Regions from separate parts of the Zea mays genome. Here region 1 is linked to region 2. The links are chromatin contacts, called in public Hi-C maps. All regions are on one chromosome and are shown on one strand. Each heading gives the region's core, a stretch centred on a gene start, on an enhancer-like site or on the middle of the called end of the contact. The rest is flanking DNA. Distances are from core to core; before and after follow the strand shown.

Evidence for each region. Hi-C and Micro-C count contacts between places; a contact is called where the count stands out from the background.
Region 1: a contact with region 2 is called in a Hi-C map of leaf, with 6 times the contacts expected there. The contact joins two enhancer-like sites. A contact is called at or near these places in 5 of 25 Hi-C or Micro-C datasets (bundle sheath, ear, leaf and 1 more).

The regions. Positions count from the first base shown.
Region 1 is chr1:30,656,015-30,661,540 of Zm-B73-REFERENCE-NAM-5.0, forward strand. No RefSeq gene overlaps it. Among protein-coding and RNA genes, the nearest start is that of LOC100278274, 18 kb to the right of the region's middle. Within about 2 kb of position 2,452, at least 19 of the 20 cell types and tissues checked have an H3K27ac peak or open chromatin away from gene starts, as enhancers often do. A contact at or near this core is called in leaf, where this site is marked.
Region 2 is chr1:30,330,091-30,335,478 of Zm-B73-REFERENCE-NAM-5.0, forward strand. It overlaps the pseudogene LOC109461481. Among protein-coding and RNA genes, the nearest start is that of LOC103633216, 8.6 kb to the left of the region's middle. Within about 2 kb of position 3,276, at least 1 of the 20 cell types and tissues checked has an H3K27ac peak or open chromatin away from gene starts, as enhancers often do. A contact at or near this core is called in leaf, where this site is marked.

The sequences.
Region 1 (5,526 bases), core at 1,202-3,701, 330 kb after region 2:
CCGGCAGGCGTCTTGAAGAAATTGGATGCGATCCGTTCCAGATTCTTCTGGCAGGGAGGAGGCAGTAAAAGAAAGTATAGGCTTGCTAGATGGAATGTTGTTTGTCAACCCAAAGCGATAGGTGGTTTAGGTGTCTCTAATCTGGCTGTTAAAAACATCAGCTTACTCAGCAAATGGCTCTTCAAATTATTCAATGAGGATGGGATGTGGCAACAATTACTTAAAAATAAATACCTAAGAGTTAAATCCCTTACTCAAATATCTAGAAGACCGGGCGATTCTCATTTCTGGTCAGGTTTAATGAATACTAAGGATCAATTTCTCAGATGGGGGCGCTTCGAAGCGAGGAATGGTCAAACTATCAGATTTTGGAAGGATAAATGGCTAACCAGTCGGTCTCTTTGTGAGCAATTTCCGAATCTATTTAATATAGTGCGGAATAAATCAGTATTAGTGGTAGACGTTTTTTCAGCTACGAATCTTAATTTATCTTTTTGCCGAATAATTAGGGGGATTAAATTGATGGAATGGCACAACATGTTAAACTTGCTATCTAATGTTACTTTGAATCTGTCTAGCGACAAATTTGTTTGGGATGGTCATAAGGATGGAATTTTCTCAGTCCAATCTATGTACCATTGTTTGATGAATAATCCCAACGATGAACGGAATAAAAAGCTCTGGAAACTTAAGCTCCCCTTGAAAATAAAAGTTTTTTTTGTGGAATTTATGTCGGGGAGCGATCCTTACTAAAGATAACCTAGCCAAAAGACGCTGGAAAGGCAGCTTGACTTGTAGCTTTTGCAACCGAAATGAGAGTATTCATCATATCTTTTTTGACTGCTATATGGCCAGTAACATATGGAGATTAATTTACTATGCCTTAAAGATAGACAGGCCCGTTAGCATTAATCACATTATTGGGTCTTGGGGAAGCAATATGAGTCCAGGATACAAAAAATTATTACTCTCTGGAATCTCAGCTTTATTTTGGTCTATTTGGCTTAGTCGAAATGAAGTTGCTTTTAATCATAAACCAATACCATCAATTCTGCAGGTCATTTTCAGAGGTACTTAATGGTTCAGATTCTGGAGACTTCTACAGAAGGAGGAATCACATCAACAAATCCTCGATGTCTGTCAAGCGTTGGAAGTGGTGGCGATGGAAGTCTTTGCAAATCATGGATGGCGCTCAAATGCAAGAATTGAGGATGGCTAGAGTTACCTACATTCTCGTGATTTTGCTTCTTTAAGTTAGTTTCATTTTCTATGCAACGTTTTTCGGATGTAATAATTGTCTTGTGTTGGCTGTACGCATTACCATGCTAAAGCCGGAACTCATGTTTCCATTATAAAAAAAATCCATTTTCCTTACGTGCAGCAGGTAACTATACAGATGTTCAGACAAAATCAATGTATGTGGTGATTCAGGATAAGACAATGTGGGCAACCAATCAATCCGAAACGGTTAGAATGGCAGGACTCCATCCCAATTCGTGAGAACGGAGCGGCTCCGGATCCAATTTGTATCCACTCGCAGTCGCAGGACGGCAAATCAGATGTGCACTGACATAACTTGAGAGTAGCAATCGGCGAGCCTTGCAACAGGATGGACGCACGCATCCCTGGCTGGACCCTGGTCAACAATATACAACTCCTGCGAACTGCTGGTGCTGTAGACTGTGGTGGTCCGTCCGTGGCAGCAGGGTCGTGGGCCGTGATGGTCATTTCAGTATTTCACGCAACGCAAGGGAACTTGGACCCTTTTCTCCATGCGGATCGCTGCTCCTCTGCACGCGGCAGCCGCGCGCGTGCAGGTGTAGAGGAGGCAGGCAGGCGCTGCACTGGAGCGTGGTGCATGGTGTACAGTTGTTTGTTCTGATCGGCTTTGGCTCGGTCTGAGCATGATGGAAACGCGTTTCCAATGATAAGGTGTTGGAAGTCAACAGCACAACCAGAGAGTTCCATGCTAAACGAGTTAGTTCTCTTTCCTCGGTCACTCGCCCCCATGACGCGTGCATCCATCCTCTCTGGTGGTGCTGTAGCTGTAGCACGAGCATGAGCACGAGGCCGCCTAACCAACCATTACTGCTCCACGACCTGACGGGTTGATCCCATCCGCAGATCTAGCTGACGGACAGGCCCGGATGGAACCTAACGAGATGACCGACCGACCGATGGATGCATGGAGGAGAAGCTGACACAGGCCGCGGTGCGGGCAAAGCAAGTTGCGCGCGAGGTGGCCGCGGAGCACTAGTTAACAAAGTTGCCGCTATGCGTCGGTCGCATGGCTCCCCATATCCGCGTCGCTCTCTCCGGGTCCGGGCCGGGCGCGTCGCCGTCACGCGCGCACGCACTCGGTGACGCACGCACGTGAGCTAGGTGAGACCGGACCGGACCGGACACGCCGGCGCGTCGCGCGCATTTCTTTTTCCCTCCCTGTCCCTGCCCAACCGTGCGCGCGAGCACGCGCCGAGCCAGATCCTCCCTCCCGCGCCGCGCGGGAGGGGGGTCCAGTCCAGGCCAGCAGGACGAGTGCGCGGCGTGCCAGCGAATGAACAGGCGCGGCGACCCCGACGTGTGCGCCGGCGAAAGCGACGCGGCAGCAGCCCCTCCCTCCGTCTCCACGGAGGGGGTCAGGGAGGGAGGGCGCTTGGCCACGCCACGCCACGCCGGCCGTACGGCTCGGGGCTCACGACGTCCCTGTCCCGGGCCAGATCGGGGGGGTATCAAATCGAGGAGGCTGCAGATCTTGCGGAGGCATGGCAGCGCCTTTAGCCCCGTATGAGCCAGCCGAGAGCTACGTACCGGACCTGCGAATCATTGGGCTCTCTGGGGGGCCCTCTCGTGGTGTCCAAGTCCAAGCTCCGTCCACAATTAAGGCCGGGCGCTGTGCATAGCTGTAGCATACGGTGGAGATCACCCAACGACGGCGGACGGGTCGGATTGGCTGCAACTTAACTGGTAAGTACGTACAGTGGCACAGTGGACGCGTACGTGATTGAGCGATCGCGCGCGCTGGGCCGGGGGCCTGGGCCTCTGTGTCCACTGGTACGTTGGGAGCTTGGGGAGGAGCGGTCTCTTCGATCTCGTCGAACCTCTCTCGATCCACCTACAGGCAGGGACTGTGCCGGTCCTCGCGCCAGTTTTGTTCCTTGCATTGGCACACTGTCCACTGTTCCATCGGAGGGGCGATCGTGAACCTCCACTAATCATGGTACTTGCACAGAAATTTTGCGGACAAAATGCCAGAAATCTGCCGACATGGACTCAGGCTCGATCGGACGACCTCGGACCCAAATTCTGTACCTTTTAATTCTTCTCCAGCAAGCTAAGGTTTAAGAGTAACGATAACGTAGAGAAAACACAGTGCTAATAATACTTGGTTTTCCTTAAATTGTAGACCGCAAGGTCCATGCTGATTGCTCACTAGCTAGTTCTGTTCCAAGGCTCCAAACAGCTGGTGGAACTTTGTTGTCGCTCTTTTTTTTTGTTCTTGCTTCGGTTATCTAGTCTCGAGTCTCCACGACGGGCTTTAATTTCCTCGCCTGCACTGTTCGCCTTTGCTTCTCCGCGTCTCCCTCCCTAGATACATGCATGCATATTCTATACTCCGTGCAGCATGCATGATTACACAGTGCCTGTACTATTGCACTAAAAATTGCGCATGGACATCGAGAAAAAAGCTCGCACAGTGCCATGCGTAGGGAGGACGATGGCCGACGAACGGAAAGCCTTTGAGTGGAAAAGGGAGGCATGCATGCATATGGATGGCACACATCTTTATTCGCATCATTTCCTATGACCGGACCCCATGCACGGTCGTACGTCCTTGGCCCTTGCGACGATGCTTACCTCCCACCCTACATACATACGATCGTATAGGCTGCACAATTCAGAGAGAGAGAGAGAGAGAGAGAGAGAGAGAGAGAGAGAGAGAGAGAGAGAGAGAGAGAGAGAGAGAGAAGCGACGACTAGTTTATTAGGCCTGAGAGAGTACGTGTGCATAAACTGTGTTTTCCCTGTCCGAGGCGAAAGCCACTTGCTGTTCACCCCTGGCCCTGCTTTCTGCGAGCAATCAAACAGTACTTTGTTAATGTTTGATTTGACGTTGATCTGATCTGATCTCGCTGGACTAGACGACATGTCGGCAACCGTGTGGTGTGGCTGGAGACTATATATAAATAAACAGGCTAAAAAGGTGGGAGAGAATAGAACAGCAGCAGAGCCCGGGAAAGATGTCTTACTGATGTCTCTCGCGGCACCATGAACGTGCATGGACACGAAAGATCGATGTTGCCGGGCGACCAAGGAAAAAAGGAGGCTAGCTACCCCTTTTTCTCCTTACCTAAAGACGCAACTACTATACATGCGCGAGTGCACGAAGATGTGTCGACTGCTCGACAGACAAATGGCGACTGCGATCAACGGGCAACTCGATGGCGCTCGCATTCGGCTGGTTAGTTTATTCGCGCAGGGCCGGGGATGTGACCAGCAGCAGGTTAGAGTAGAGTAGACGACGGAAAAGTTTTTTTTTTTGCCGGTCGGTCGAAAAACGCTCGCCCGACCGAGAGTGCGAGTGCGAGCTGAAGTGCGCGCGCGCGCCATCATTAATTCGCTGCGGTCACCTGTCATTTGGTGGCGAGCAGCCGAGCATCGGGCACTCGTGCGGCACGATTAGATGACCACCCTTACTTTTCGCTAACCCCGCCGCAAGATACCGTATGGCTCGTGCGCTCGTGCAACATCGCAGAAACGGGACGTGGCGTTGCTAGGAGCCAGGCCTTTTTTTTTTCTTCCTCTTCTTCTTCGGCGTGGAGAAAAGATGAGGAGAGGGGTTCGCACCGCAGGCAAGGCAAGGCACGGCACGGCACGGCACGGCAGGCTGTGCGGCCCACGCCACGCTGCATTGGGCAGAGCGAGTAGTGGACGCCGGGACGGGAGGAGAGGTCCAAAGCGCAGCCTTATTAGTGGCAGAAAAGCGTGGCGAATGGGCCGCTGCTTAAACTGGAGCCCGGCCGGTGGTGGGTGCGTACACAATGAGTACGCTCACACTCCCATATGATGCGGCATGCATGCCTGGGCGGACCAGGGGCGGCAGTGCGGTAGTGCACGACGGGGGCTGCTGCCTGCAGGTCAAATACGCAACCACGGAATGTATGTGTGCACGCACGTGCGGGAATCGAACGGAGACCAGATATTTCGCGCTTGTCTCTCTCCGCTGAGTCTGAGATCTCTGGCAAGAGCTGCACGAAGGACGAACGGCTGTGCTGTGCAGGCCTCCCTCGGTGGATGACAAAACCTCCCACTTGTGGTAAGAAACGTCGCTGCCTCACTTGGGAAAAGGGGGAGGAGGCCTCTCTCTCCGCAGTCCGCACCCCCAGTCTACAGCGTCTGTGGTCAAAAGGCTGCGCACGAGCAGGAGCGGCGCAAATCGACGTCCACCATAGATTCGTGGTGATGAATGATGATGGCCATGACCCTCCCAGTTTGGTGGGACTGGGGCGAGAGCGAGACCAGCCGAAC
Region 2 (5,388 bases), core at 2,026-4,525:
CAGTAAGTGATTGTCAAAAAATAGGAAACAAAAATTTCAGTTTTATGTCATACAGTTTGAGAGGGGTTACAAATTAAAAAAATACGTAAATAAATATTTTTTTATTGAACAACATATACAGTTCTAGACATTTTTATACTAAACATGGTGTATGTCTATATGAGTGTACAAAACTATATGACTGAATAGCCCATATAGTTGTAGATGAAGGATCCTAGTTCATAACACTACTGAATCCGACATTCAGTCTGCATTCAATTGTAATGGCAAAGGGAGGAAGAGAATAAAAAAACTAAATTGTAAGCACGGTGGAGGGAATCAAGTAAATATTTCAATTTTCTGTTATATAGTTTGAGAGGGGTTACGAATAAAAAAAAAGATATACGTAAATAAATATTTTTTGATGGAACAACATATACAGTTTTAGACATTTTTTATATTAAACATGGTGTCTGATAACCTAGGGAGAGTGCAGTAGAAAGACAGATTTAATATGACACATATTATTTACATATTTCTTTTATACGCGGTTATAAATATCATTTTACAGTAAAGGTCACCAAAGTTGTCAATCTCCTATGAAATAGCAGAACTGCAAAATTACTTTTACTTATTTTTTTTCAAAAAAAAAACAACAACTATGTAATCAGTGGCACCGGCACAACTTGGAATGAAGTGTGGTATTATTCAGAAGAACCAATTGTTTTGAATGCATTGATTCAGTTCATCTATTTCAGAAGAACCAATGGGCTCAACTGATTTTTCCCCTCTTTTTTTTTGTATTTGTTCTGCTGTCATAGATTCGAGAGTATACTAATCTTTGTGGCTAATAGGCGGAACAATTCCAAATACATAATTATCAGAAGAAATAGATGAAGTGAAAGCTAACGTAATTATTTCGAACACAAAAGTCAGTAGAGAATAAAATAAAATTAAACCTAATGTACATCTCATACGAGATTTCCTGGCTGTTGTACAACTACAATACATACCCAAGAAATTATTCAAGAAATTATGTGTGCTAATAGAACAATGGCAAGAAAGACACCTTACTGTCACAGCAATTTACTATATTAATAGCGGGAGTATATTAACAGCAACAACAAAGATTATAATCCATCTAACGTTTTTATCATCAGCAACAACAAAGATTATAATCCAATAAAGTTGGGATAGGCTAGATATCTATTGCAGAAAACCCCAACAGTGGTCTCTAAACCCTAACCGAATACGACCATTTTGTTCCGTGCTCTCTAGAAAATGCTAGCAGTGGTGTAGGGGACTCGACGGCAGACGGAGGATGAATGCCGCTCGGGGAAAAAAAATGCCTGTATGCTTGCGTTGTGGCTCTGATGTGTTTGAGAAAGCAAAGGGGAGGGAAGATGCTTGCTACATCTTGAGGAGGCGAAGGATAGGCATACCTGAATGCTGAGAAGTCGCTGGGAGAAGTCGCTGGGAAGCTGGCGTAGCGGCGGCGGCGGTAGCCGAGTCGTCCGTCGCCTGTGCGAAGGGATTGGAGAAAAGGAGGTTTCAAGAAAGAAATTTGCTTTGCTTCAATACTGTATCGCTCAGCTACACGGGCGGAGGAAGCAAGGAAAACCATTTCCTTCTGTCTGAATCTGGATGTTTCCTGGATGTTCTCCACTTACTATTCAAGATTCGTATGAAGCGTTGGATTTCCATCAGACGGCTGCCGTTATTTAAGATGACGTGGCCTAATCTTGTGTCGGAGTTGCTCCCGCTGTTAATATAGTAAATGTGGAGTGGCCACCGGGAACTGGTGAACTAGATATTTGTTGTACATGCTGCAACATTTCACCATCAGTATAAACTTCATGGACCATGGTTTGAAACAATGAACAAGTGTTCAGAGAGGCACTCTTAGAGCGAGAAAGAGGGAGCAAAATAAGTAATGACTAATAAGAAAAAAGGTAGCTAAAACTACATTATGTAATATAATTAATCTTGTATGTACCCTATTGTTCCTCACATTTAGTCCCATTTACTGAAATTGTCTCTTCATGTTCATCAGTAGACGCAATAAAATATTGGTGGCATTACTCTTTGGAACCAATAAGAAGTTTTTGTGATATTGGTGGTATTTTATTTTATACTTGCATGGACTGTCTAGCGCTCGGTAGGGCGCATTCTTTTCTAGTATACTAGATGAGTATAAAACATAAGAAACATATTTGTTTGTCGGTTATATTATATAGGTGTAAATAAGTATTTAGAGCTAACGACTATGGTTTAAACCCTTGTGTGTGTATATATAGCATATTTTTGTCATTTGAACATTATATATTGTTTTAAGCCCGTTAGGCCCATTGGGTCACCCCGACAGATTATTAACCTAGCAGGTCATGTCTAGGCCTCACTCGGGACTAGAAATGTCAATGAGGAATTCCACACCGGGTTTAGATATCTCATACCCATCCACATGAAGCTATAGCTATCTCCATCTCCATAACCCATACCCATCCTCATTCGTGTATCGAGTCCCAATAAATTCTCATTCTTATATAAAAAGCATGACCATATTATATTTTATATGACATCAAGATACCCAACAACAATACATCACAAATAAATATGTTATCTAACAAGAAAATATTGTTTAACCACACAAAAGAGGTGGGCAGAGCGGCTGGTGGCTATACTCTTGGGTTGGGTGGATGGGTGCTTAAAAAGGTTGGGAGAGTTAGAGTTAATTGTTGGGCTTATTGTCTATTGGGTTGCATATATAATTTTACTAGATAGATATTATCTATGGGTAATCATCATGTTCAGATTCTACTTTCTCGTATCCATACCAAATGGAGAAAGAGTTTATCCATACCAAATGGAGAAAGAGTTTCTCAAATCTATACCTTTCCATACGATACGACCCTGATAGATATTCGAGTATCAGCACACCCCCACTCGGACCCGTTGACCGGGTATAGTGGGTGTTTGGTTTCTAGGGACTAATGTTTAGTCCCTTCATTTTATTCCTTTTTAGTATATAAATTGCTAAATATAGAAACTAAAATAAAGCAATTTTGGAACAAAAATGGAATAAAATGTAAATGATCAAAATGTACCCAACAGGTCGAGTACTCTTTCATGGAAGGCAGGGTTTTGGATACAGCAGCTAATTATTGAGTCAGTTCTATTCAAATCCCCAATACTATCTCGTATTATGTATTTAAATCGGTTGAATCACAGAATACAGACTAAAGGATCTGGGTGGAGTCGAACCACCTTCCGTCAAAGGCTGTATTGGACAGTCCAGTGAGGGCCTCACCGTGTTGAGACAAGATCCACAGTTAGGAGACAAACAGGGCTAATGGCGTGTGTAAATTTCAACGCTGATCAAAATCTAAAACAAATTTTAAATTTTGTTTAATTTTTTTTTTTGTAGAATTAGGTCACACAAACAATTTTCTACGCGCCTTGGTTAACAGTACTAGTTACAAATGGCAGCAATCAGTGGTCTTCAGAATGCAACAAGACTATCTAATAACCAGTAAAAAATCGAGTTATTGATAATTGACATATACCTTCGTAGAGCAAAATCGAGTTATTGATTGATAATGGATGTGGTGAAGCCTCCAAAAAAATTTGCAAACAATGGCTGCTCAGAATTAACAATCCGACACGAATATACAAACAATAGAACAGCAAGATCACTGAACATCAGTCGCCAGAGACTGCACATGTCCACCGCAGCCATTTACCATGACGACCAAATAAGGGATTTTTACTTCTCCACAAACATTTCTTTATCTACAGTGTAGATTTAACTACAAGCATACCAAAATCTGGAAAGTCAAAACATCTTTAATTTGAAAAGGAGGGGAAAACATCTGGAAAGTAAATACATTTTTTGATTTTGAGAAGAGGGAAATTTAAGGAGGCATTAAGAATAAACTCACCCAAAGGAGAAAGCTCAAATTAAGGCCTATGTTTGGAACCAAGAGCTAATAGTTAGCCAGCTAACAAATTGCTAATAGCTAGATTAATCCAGTTAACGAGTTAATGAACTAATTGTTAAATAGCTGACAATTGTGAGTGTTTAAAACCTCTATATCTAATTTTAGAGGCTAACGATTAGTTCTAGAAGAACCAAACAGGACCAGACTATAGCAAAAAGTATCTTATCCTGCAAAATAAAGATGTAGTCCTCCGTCCCTTCACACACGCATGCAGTGCGCACGCAAGACTTCATGCAAGCGCCCCCTAAACACATGCGCGCAATGCTGCATTGCTTTGATCGCCCGGATAAATGATAATACACAGCTGAATGAACGCCTTATCATATAAACTAACTACAATAAAAATGACTGCAACCATACGTCTCGCATTCGAAGCTACAACAAATAATACACAGCTGAATCTCTCTGTATGTACAATGTCTTCACAGACAAGTTCGCATAAACAGCCGTAGGACATTAGACGTATGCAGGAACAACTCAACTAGCTAATAATTTTGAATATGCGGGAACTACTCAACTAGCGAATATTTTTTAGTACGCAGTAAAAGACTTAGGTCATTGAACTTAGCAAATAATTATCATATTTTTATTATCTCTCATGAGAATCCGGAATTGCATGCGACTAATTTCATTTATACTTGATTCATATATTCCACATGATATCTCCAGTTAAATGTTAAGAATATGTGGAAATTTGAAATATTGTATTTAAAGCATCTATAACCGTGCTTTAAATCAGTACCCTACCTTAAAATATAGAGCAACTCAGTAAAAACAGCTCCAACACAGTGCCCTATTTTATAAATTTCGGAGTAAGGCTCTATCCTTGTTTTCTACATCATTCTAAACATTTTTTCTAATAACATAATTTATTTCCTAAGATACATGATTAAAGCTTAAATGTTGAAGCACAATTTGTTTTTGGCGACCTGAACACTTTAAATGTAGTATTTTAAATTTGAGACATCATTGAGTCACCTTGTTAGAAATGCTCTTAAACCTAGGGGATATGCAAATACAATAGCAATGCATGAACAACTAGTCATCAAATATTAAAACGTCACAGATTGTAGTGCAAAAAAAAAAGAGAATCCCTGGTTTTCACATATACGAATCCTTAGGAGATACTTGAAACCTAGCTTCAACTCAAGAGATCAATAATAGGTAAATACTCAAATGAACTATAGTGCAAGTTGAACAAGCTCTTATCTGAGTTATGTCTTGTATCTAATTGTGAGCTTGAGCAGAATATTTCTTCCCTGTCCGGTGACCAAGAAAGAAAGCTTTGAAGGCCATAGCCATTTCATACTGACGATGCTGAATAGTGACCTTCACATCATACAAATACTCCGTCCACCGTGTAGGCACTGCAGTTGATCTTATATACAAACACCGTGATGAGGCAGGAGGT